Linked DNA regions of Zea mays: region 2 is linked to region 1. The links are chromatin contacts, called in public Hi-C maps. All regions are on one chromosome and are shown on one strand. The core of a region is the stretch at or near the end of the contact, and the rest is flanking DNA. Distances in the headings are between cores, read along the strand shown. Region 1 holds the start of LOC100194301. Region 2 holds the start of LOC103649960.

Region 1 (5,564 bases), core at 2,582-5,081:
GACTTCGCCTGTGAATGGCTCACCGGACAGTCTGGTGCACCACCGGACAGTCCGGTGATTTATAGCCGTACGCCGTCGTCGAAGTCCCGAGAGCAGCCAGTTGACAGACGCCAGCCTGGCGCACCGGACACTGTCCGGTGCACCACCGGACAGTCCGGTGCTCCCAGACTGCGCAGAGTCTTGGCTGCTCAGCCAAGTCTTTTCCAATTTGGTCTTTTCTTGTTTCTAGCACTTAGACATAATACATTAGTCACCAAAACAACGTACTAAGTCTTAGAAACATACCTTTACTCTTGATTTGCACTTCTTAAGTCTTTGGCACAAATATTACTCAAAGCATTTGTGTGGAGCACTTAATCACCAAAATCTTAATAGTGTCGCTTCGCCTCCAGTCCACCCTCCTGGTAAGCACCTCCGCTCCACCACCAGTAATATCACAACACCACATGACACAGATTCTACTCAAGACTCTACCCATCCATATATCGCTATTCTAACCACTATACTAAATATTTGTTGGTATACTTGCTTGTTTGTATGTTTGCTTATTCATGTTGCATAGTTATCAGAGCGTTTGTGCCGTCTCATGGAGGCCAGATCTGCAAGTCTACGCCAGGCGGTGGAGCCAGAAGCCAGTTCCGCGAGCTCTCCTTCCCCCCTTCGCCGGATAAGCACGGCAAGCTCACTGGATCCCTTTGATGCATAAATTACCTATGTTTCACAACCACAACCCTCAGCCTGTTATTTTATGCATGATATGATTTTGAGACAAGTTATTATGGCCACCCAAGCCGCTTGCCGCAATCAATCCTTGATATATTTGTTACCAATGATTTGAGAAAAGGTGTGAGTTTTCAAAAGAAAATGCTTTTCAAAATGTGTATGATGAAGGGTTTTCACCCTTATCACCTTTTAGTAGGGATGATCAGGGACTCCCTGGTTTAGGGGAGGGCCTAAGGTGAAGGCTCAGCTGGTTTAGGCGTGATCAGAAGGATTGTCCCCTCATATAAGGACCGGTTTGTCATTTTTCACTACATGTACTCTTGATAAGTACAACCACTCGAGACTGTGTGGGCAGTCACTCAATCTGAACTCGTACGGTCCAACCCCAGGGTTATGAAGGCTGGGGAGCATCGGGAGGATGAGGAGGGGGAATGTTTTGTCCGGTTTGGACATGGCGGTGGCCTGACTCCTTCTGGTATAACCGTTAAGGTTAGGACGTGCGAGGAAAGAAAGAGATTCGGATTCGGATCTCATTGATCATGAGATCGCAGAGCCAGACTAGTGGGTAAAGTGTACCCCTCTGCGTAGAGTTCAAACCTATTCGAATAGTCTGTGTCCACAGGAATGGACGGGTCTGGTGTGGTATGGAAATTAGTGTTTTGTTTTAAAAAAAGGTGCGTTTGAGAAAAGTGGTTTTTAAAAGGTCCAGCGTTTGAGCCGTGAGCTATGGTGGACGGGAAGTCCAGTAGCTGATTTTGAAAATGAAAACCAGTGGGAAACTGCTGAGATACCTGGATGGTTTAGTCCAGGGGATTTTGTTCTAATATTGAAAAACTTCCTGCTCCTTTGGGAGGGGATGCGCTTGGAAAAATACAAAATGTTTACAAAACAACCCTGCATAAAATATTGCTGTTTCTGCAAAATATCCTGAGCTCCACATATTCCATGCATTATATCTGATTTCCCCATTCCGCGGGTGAAGGTGGGCTGCTGAGTACGTTTGTACTCACCCTTGCTTATTTGTTGTTTTTCAGAAAAAGGAGATCGGGTAAGAGTTACGACTGTTCCCAACCTTGCCTGTGGCTGTTGGACCGCTGATTTGCTTCGCTGCGTATATCGGGCTGCTTTGGCCCCACTCTGATGATATGTCCTGAGTTGTGGACCAACTCTTAAAGTTGATCACCACCTTTATAAGTTTGTCTCGTTTAAGCAAATCTGTAATCATCTGATGTATAAATGTGTTTACTAGCCTCCTGGGACTAGTAATTGTATCACATTTGAGTCCCAGAGGACCGGGACGCTTCATATTGATAACGTAATGGGTAACAGATAACATTAAATCATGTTTGTTTAAGTCCAACTGTAATCGATACCACACTACAAATGGATACCGCCTTATTCAAATTTGTTACCGCCGATATTCGAGTGTGAATCATTACCATTAGCATTTACGTTATATTTCGTGAACCAAATGACACCTTAGACTTACCTTGTTAACCTTGCATTTTCACCCCACTTGCTGAGCCCCCACCATAAGTGAGCTCACCCTTGCTTAATTTTGATTAGACGTTTGCATATGGAGATTTTGATGGTGAACTCGATGGATGCTAGTCTAGTGATTCCTCGGTCATCTTCCTGTGGAAGGATGCCCATGTTCTATTGTACTTTGATGAATAAAGGTTAAGACATTAAGTCTACTCGAAGTGTAATATGTCAATATAATCTTTATTTACGTTTTTATGCATTGTTTTTTTGATATATTACACTTGTGATGTCAACATATGTGTGGAAATAGATCTTGGCACACATATGTTATGCATTCGGTTTTGCCCTTAAAACCGGGTGTGACAAGTTCTCTCATGAAAATGTGTCGGAAGCCCAAGAGAATTATGACGCGGACTACGATAGAATGGATGGGATGCTTGAATATTTAAGAGGGTATCTGGATTTAGTGTTTCCATGTAATCTTGAGGATCAACTTCCTCTGGTGCATAAAAAGTTCTTCAACGTTCTTAAGGCTACAAAGAGTCGTTGCACAAAAACACAAGAGTTATCATCCTCGCTTTGATGACTCGGCTTATGGTTACTAAGTCTAAGTTTGCATTCTAGAACTGTTGTTATAACGATCTCTTGAACTTGATAAGCAAAGTCCTTATGCTAAATCGCAAGATGCCCAAAGACGTGTATTAGTGCAGGAAATTGCTCGTCTAGGTATGGAATATCAGAAAATTGATGTATGTTTAGATAATTGTATGCTTTTCTAGAAGGATCATGAGAAAGAGAATAAGTGTCTAAAGTGTGGTAAGTCGAGATACATAGATGTTGAAAACGAGGATGGTGAAATGTTGAAATCAATTGTAGCCCATAAGCAACTTCGTTACATGCCTCTTGCATCTCGGGTGAAGCGTTTGTTTCTTTCAAAGCACACGACTAAGCACATGATATGACACAAAGAATGTGAATGGGAGGACCCTCAAGTGATGATGCATCCGTCTGATAGTGATGAGTGGAAGGCTCTAGATGACTTTGATCCAAATTTTGCTAGTGAAGCGAAAAATATTTGAATTGGGTTAGATCAATGCTTACGTTGTGCTCCGTTGCAGCATCAATGCTTACGTTGAGCTTCGTAGCTTCTCTTTTCTAGTTTGCAAGTTGCACATGTTGAAGGTTTGCTTCATTGTCTACTCATGTTGTACTTGAAACTCATTTTCTCAATCCGATGAGGTATTTTGATGATCTTCAGCAAAGTAGGCCTCAACATTTAGGTATGTAGAAAAACTATGAATTTAGAAGAAAAAATGTCTTATGACTTGAATCAGAGAGAGTATATTTTTATAATAAAAAAAATTAGAACTTATTTCCAATGTGAATTCACTTTTCTTAAATACTGAAACGATTGAAAATGTTCTACAATTTCTGCAACGATTTGGAAAAAATAAATAAATCTTGCGTTACAAACCGTATGGTCACGTATTTCGGCTGGACTTTAGTCCTAGGCCCACGGCCACCAGCCCACCACGACGCTCCCAGTTTCACCTTCTCCAGTCCTCTCTGCTGGACTCTCGGCAGATTCCGCTCCAGCGCGCACCGTCGCCCACCGTCGCCTTTCAAAAAGCTAGAGGGTTCCTCGAGAGGGAGAAGCGTACCCGGCAGCTCCGCTCCGTCAGTCCGTCCGCCCCCAAGAATGTCAGACGAGGCCAGGCGCGGGCCCGCGGGCGCCGCGCAGGTGGTGCTTCGGGCCTCCTCCGAGGACCGCAAGCCGGTGGGCTCGGGGTCTCCGCCGCCGGCAGCGACCGCGACTGCGGTTGCGCACAAGATCCAGCTCAAGAGTGCCGACATGAAGGAGGAGATGCGGCAGGAGGCCTTCGAAATTGCTCGCATCGTAAGAACCTTATGCCCTTGCTCTCGCTCTGCCTTCTTCCTGCGCTCGATTTGGTTTCCGTCGCTCCCCTTGTTGACCGGTTCTTCGTTGGGAATGGGATTTGGCCATTTGGGGACTTTTCTGTCGATTCCTTCTCTGTCGGTCAGGCATTCGAGAAGCACAGTATGGAGAAGGACATCGCGGAGTACATAAAGAAGGAGTTCGACAAGAACCACGGCCCCACCTGGCACTGCATCGTCGGCCGCAACTTCGGTAATGCTCTTCTCCCAACCCCTTATGGGAACCCTCCTTAATTAGTACTGAATGATTGCGCAAGTTGTGGTTGGTGTCTAGTCTGATATGCTTGCGTTGTTGGTTATTCTGTGGTCGATTTCGTACGTGCTAGTTCATAGAGGTTCGCACATGATTGATAGAATGGACATTGTAGAACATTGCCATGTTTTCAAGTCGATAAGTCGAGTCGACAAGGTACCGATTTTCAAGTCGATAAGTCAGTCGACTAGTCGTCGACTTGCCAATATAGTGGTATGAAGAAAGGGCAAGTCTTACCTCATTTGAAGCCTGAAATTGAACGAAACTGAAATAAACAGCAAGTCTTACCTCATTTGAAGCCTCAAACTGAACCAAATCAGCCACATAAGTGATAAGCCATAAACTCATAAGTCATAATAGCCATATATTGACATATAGTTCAAATTGGAAATCAAATAGCAAGAAAATATAGTTCAAACCTAAAAGGAAATAAGCTCCATTAGATAGCTAAGATGCTGCTACAACTAGCTAGATACTAGATACCCTAAATATCTCTCAAATCAAGATCATCCAAATCAAGATCAGCCACATAAGTGTTGGGAGGTAGGGTTTATGTTGTATAATGGGCCTTTGGGCTGCTTGGGCCGAACTGGGACACAAGTCGACTGAGAATTTCGAGTCGTTGCCAAGTCACTCGACTTGCCAGAAAAGTCGAGCCGACCTCACCAGTTGAGATCCCAGGGCCAACCCAACGACTAGTCGACGACTTGAAAACAAGGGAACATTGTTTATTCTGTCGATAGAAGCCACATGATTTTTTTTCTAAAAGATATTAAAAAGGAAATGAACTTCGGAAAGTGAAGTTAAATGGTTAAAGATCTACATAAGTTATACTTCAAAAAGAGAATGTTCTAACGATTATGATCTATATACTTAGAGGGTGTTTGAATGCACTAGAGTTAATAGTTAGCTGCTAAAATTAGTTGAAGATATCCAAACCGTCTAGCTACTTTTAGCAAATCCGTTCTCGAATATTTGTCGTCTGCTAGTTCATTTTTGAACTAAAACGCGGCAAATAAAAAAGAACGGAGGGAGTAGTTAGCTAGCTAATTCTACTAGCAATTTTTAGCCAAATAACTATTAGCTCTAGTGCATTCAAACACCCCTTAGTCCAGTAGAGCCCCAGATGAAGTATTGTTTCAGCCTT
Region 2 (5,378 bases), core at 2,433-4,932, 880 kb after region 1:
TTATTCACCCCCCATCCTCTCTATGCAACATCTAGATCATGTTCCCGAGCAAAGGGAACTTTCACTTCCTCGATCTCTTGTTCTTAGTATAAGAGGGTTTTTTTAATATATAAAGGGTGACTTACAGAGATCTAAGGCTGGAACAACCTTTGCAACTCGTGGAAGATGCAACACGCCGGCTAGGAGCAAGCTCCAAGAATTAAATGAGGAATGCTGGCATTGAGAGACTCTAATCCTCAAAGATGAACTGAAGAAGAGTCCGGGTTCTTGATGTTCTAGGTGTTCTTCTCAGAGCCAAGAATGGAGCGAGTGAGAGCACTATTCAAAAGGACAAGGGAGGTATAAGTAACCTTTCTGCCATATCCCTATGTCAGGATACGCAGCAGGTGACTGTTGGAGACACAAGGAATAAACAATTCAAAGCTTCTCCAAGCCTAACGGATATTTTAAAGTCTATCTGTGTCGGGGAAAGTCCGGCAGTGCCACATAGGCCAGAGTGATCAAACATATATGAAATTTAAGCACTGGCTTTTTAGACATAAGTAGAGGTGTTATGTGGAGTTTGAGCATTAGAGGACAAAGTTTGACTAACGAACACACTGATTCTTAATAGTATAGCATCTCTACACTATGAAATCTATACTACCTATTAAGACTCTAAGGGGTAGGCTGCCCCATTCCTGGTTCTGTCATTCCCATTCCGAACTCTTGTGTGTTTTCATTCCCATTCCCATGCGCCCTGTGTGTTTTCATTCCCATTCCCAACTGTGTCCTGACCCGTTCTCATTCCCACGTGCATCCCACGCCTAGCTAAAATTAAATTAAAAAAACACAAATGTGGCCCTAATGGAATTCGAACCCACGACCTCTCAAGTAAATATGCTCGTAGCTACCACTACACCACATGTGTGTTTATGTTAATATTTGTTACAGTAAAAATATCTACTACATCTCTCCCAAAGCCCACCTGCTACCCTTACACAATGTGTATTAGTAGATAATTATCAACGAGATTCCCGAATTATATTTTTGGATGGAGAGAGTAGTATTTAAAGAAGAGCCTTGCATGCAACTTCTTTTGTTTGAATAAGTTTTCAACTTAAATTCCTTTTTTATATGTGTGACATTTATTCTCCGTAATATTTTGTCCATGGATCTGACTTGTGAGTCATTTTTATAAACTAACGCCAAAGATGAATCCATGTTTCTTACTTGGAAACCCCGAACAAACACCACTGACAGGAGGCGCTCGCGTTGGCGTCGCTCATCGACGATGAGAAGAAGCTTGGCAACTGCCAGTTCGACCTCTGGAAGCTGTCCTACTTGGCCGCATGCGTCGCTATGTTCGGCAAGCTCCGGCGCAGCCGTCGCTTGGACGCGGTCCAGAGCGGCTACACCGCTGTCCATATTCAAACGAGGGACCTCATAGTCGTTGCCAACGCCGGCGACTCTCGGGTTGTTCTGGGCACCGCATCCGACGACGGCGCCGTCACGCCATCTAGCTCATCATCCATCTGAAGCTCAACCGGCCACGTAAGTCGCTACTGACCGACCATAAATTCTTGTGCGCTGGGACGTCGGTTGTTGTTGATGTTGTGTGAGTGTCCTCGAACAAGATGTATGTAGAGGAGTAGCACATCTGGAGGTGCAACGGCTAGGTGTACTACCTCGCTGATGAGCCCGGGGTGCACTTCGTTTAGCAGCCCAGCCAAAAGTCATCGGTACTCGCCATGTCACGCACGTTCGACGACTACTATATCAAAAACTGTGGCGTCATCTTAGCGACAGAGGTGACGCAGAGGAGGACCGACAACAATGACCACTTGCCATCGCCGAGGTAGCTTTTGTGCTGGCCTGCCTTTAATTCTCTTCGCAAACGCACACACTTGCCTTTTTATTTAAGCAAACATGTATGGTTGTGCGTGCCTGATGACTGACGATGTACGAGAGAACTTCTACCGATAGGTGTGGCACGTGCTCTCCAATGATGAGACCATGCAAATCATGGTATATATCGAAGTCTGTATGATACTGATGGTTGTAATGTAGTAGTGAAACAGTTAAATTAAAATAACAAAATTTATATATGGCTAGGATCACAAATGAATTATGAAACATTTTCTTATAACAATATAAGACACATTATATATATAAGTTATCATGGTATTGTGTGTTTCCGTTGCAACGCACGGGGCACTCATCTAGTAAGATAAAAGCATACAATAGATTATATTGGGTTTTGGGATGCTTCCTTTGTCATGAGCATTCTCCTTTTTTGCTTTTCGTGTCACAATGCTTGGTAAACAAGATTAATCCTCTAATTGTATAGTTATTATCACCAAAACCCACAATTTGGGCTTGCTTGCAGTTACACATTGCCTTCTGGTTATCGTCTTGTAGGCCTTGTTGAAGATGCCATGTAAATTATACATCGTTTAACTTCTTTAAATATATATAGTTTCTAATTGTGTATCTATACATAATACATATCTAATAGTACCTCTCAAAACTAAATCTCCAAAGAAAACAAAGCTCCAAGTTACAGAGACAGTGCACTCCCTTTAGGCTGGGTGCAACGCGAGTCGGTAGCGACTCCTACCTTATGGTCGACCACAGTGTTTGACTGTCCGAACCGGTTGATACCGTCTACGTTGGAGTCGAACCGGTTGGTATCGATTGGTCAGTATCAACCATTGCATTGGACTAATCGATCGGTGACGACCGACTTTAGTGATCGGTGGCATGTTTTGATTGGTCCACGCGTGCGCCACGACAGTTAACTATTTTTTTACTTTATCAAGTCCAAAAACTCGGAAAAAACTCAATAAAAATTGTGAATCTAATATATAAACTATATTATTTATGAATTATAATATTTATGTTTATGTTTTGTAACTTTATTTTTAAATTATATATTTTATTATTATGCTTGAGTTATATAATTTTTAATTGTTGTTGTGAATTATGCAATTTTCGCTTGATTACATAATTAGATGTATTTGAATTTTATTAAAATTTAGTGTTTAATGTCAACTAAAAGTCTGTAAAATAAAGCTAATCCAGCGATTGAGTAACTATAGACTGATGATAAAAATTATGCACTAGAGCGTTATAGATAAAAAAACTGATAATATGAACTATATAGACCGCCTTTAGCTGATATGGCGATAGGCCTGCCAGCCATATGCCTCACATACCTTTTTTATTCTCTTCTGGTTTCCTTGATCTCCGTCGTTCTTATTTCTCATGCGTCCGTGCGCATGTCTGCTCGGCCATTTCGAGGAGCCTGCTCTCGGCCGCTCCTCGGAGCAGCGGGCGCGGCAACCCTGCCAACCCGCGCGTTCGCAGCAGCTCCGCCTGTGGCCCGCGATGTCAGCGACCGGGGGAGGAATTTGAAAAAACTGGGGCAGTTTGTTTTCATCTTATTCCTCTGTACAACCGTTTTAAAGCGGGTTTTGTTTACCTTATTTTATCTGTTGTACAGGTGTTTGGAACGGATGAAGTACAAAATTAGGCGATTGTCGTGTGTATTCTACGAAAACGAAACAGCTCGATTACATGCCAAAACACAAGATCAGCAACAATCTTAGAGCAGTCTGGTTGCTGTGTCGTTCGGATTATCAGGTCAGGTCTCTATCAACACCTGCGGAGGACCGTGGCTCGTAGCCTCCGCACTGCTCAGACAATATGTAATGGACTTGTGCTCTAAAAACTCATAGGCGATTGTTCGCGTCTGTTTGTGGTCCCAAAGCAGCTATGGCCTCTGGCCGCTTGCCCCCTGCACTCGCTGTAGCTAGCCCCCACCCCACCGCGCTCTCCCGCGCCGGTCTGGCCGCGCGCGTCTTTGCTGCTCTTGTCAAACACGTCTTCAATCCGCTGCCCCCTGCCCTGGTAAAAAAAGAGGAAGAAGGAGACGCTGATGCTAACCGCCGCACTACTCTACTGGTGCGTCTGCTGCGCATGCGCGGGTAAATACGATCGGTATCGAGGGGGGATACTTTGGTCGCTCTCTGCACATATACATATACCATGAACTTGTACAAGACGATCCCACACCCACATACATGAACTGTCATATGCATGATGGTTTACAGAGCAACAGATGCTACCCGGCGTACAAACACGCAAGCAGTTCCAGATCGACGAGGCATGGCACTACTGGCGGGTCACAGCGACTCTGAACCGATCACTCACCACGACTCCGAACCGGACCAACGGCACGCCCGGCCATGGCCCGTGGCCGTGCTCTCAGAAGAAGCCGCGGCGGCGCGGCGGGGGCAGCAAGAGGGCGACGAGCATCAAGGCGGCGACGGCGACGAGGGCCAACGCCACGAGGATGCTCTCGTCGACGGTGAGCAGGCACACCTTCCCCATGGACGGACTCGCAGCCTGGGGAATGGCGGTGCAGAGGGGCCTTCAGCTGCAAGCGGGCAAGCTCAAGAGCGATGCCTGGATGCGCGTCCTTGTCCTTGTTATAGTTGTTGAAGTATCTCCGTCTCTCTGGGTCAACTGCTCTTCGAAAGCACTTCTTTTTTTTTTCCTTTGAAGCGTTGCGATGACATGCACCAAACAAGCGTCAGTCAGTATATTGACTAGTTGGTACAACGGCTGCAAGTAATGTAATGTACACTGGGAGTGGGACGTGAATTGTGAGCTACGAGTCTACGACCACGCAGCAAGTCCTCGGTCTTGTTAGCATAAGCTTCAAGGTTCTGGTTCAATACTTCACAGAATCATGAGTTCGGTGATGGCTGCAGATATGTCAAATAATAGATTGACCCTGAGTATGAACATCCGCACCCTTTTTTTTTAATGAAGTGGACAAATTTTGATAACACTGCCATATGCTTATATGCACGAGCGAGTGTTAAACAAAAGCACAATGTCAATGCACTTTTTGGATGGCACTATGTGGCTCGTTTAATAGTTATACTCCCTCCGTTTCTTTTTAGTTGTCGCTGGATAGTTCAATTTTGCACTATCCAGCGACAACTAAAATGAAACGGAGGGAGTATTTACCAGGCGCCTTCAGAGTTCAAACTAAACTAACAGTTTAATTCAATGATAACCGCATCTCAAGTGTCTGGCTCTTCAAATTTTGATCTAAATCGCACAGCAGATTTCGGACGAAAAATTTGCATGCCACAAACAGCGCGGAGCTATAGGCAGGTCGTTCTCGAGGGCCAATTTCTAAAAATGGTAGCCAAAGCAAACGACAACACCAGCGTATCGGTTTTTTGTACAGTCGCTTTACTGTACAAGTCGTGACAGATACAGTGCACAAGGAAAAATCTTCTCGAGGACTAATAACGACCACATGGATATGGGCGGCCATATGGCCAGTCAAATGAGTCATGACGAAACATGAGGACGAAATC

The links. A called contact is a pair of places that touch in the nucleus more often than the background predicts.
Region 2: a Hi-C map of ear shows a contact between it and region 1, with 4 times the contacts expected there. The contact joins the promoter of LOC103649960 here to the promoter of LOC100194301 in region 1. A contact is called at or near these places in 2 of 25 Hi-C or Micro-C datasets (ear and leaf).

The regions. Positions count from the first base shown.
Region 1 is chr3:36,483,785-36,489,348 of Zm-B73-REFERENCE-NAM-5.0, forward strand. LOC100194301 reads left to right here and starts at 3,832. Exons shown (of 3, transcript NM_001139339.1): 1 at 3,832-4,105; 2 at 4,252-4,357. The coding sequence starts at 3,908.
Region 2 is chr3:37,362,608-37,367,985 of Zm-B73-REFERENCE-NAM-5.0, forward strand. It overlaps LOC103649960, which reads left to right and starts at 3,683. Exons shown (of 2, transcript XM_008675654.3): 1 at 3,683-3,945; 2 at 4,095-4,823. The coding sequence starts at 4,103. The coding sequence ends at 4,546.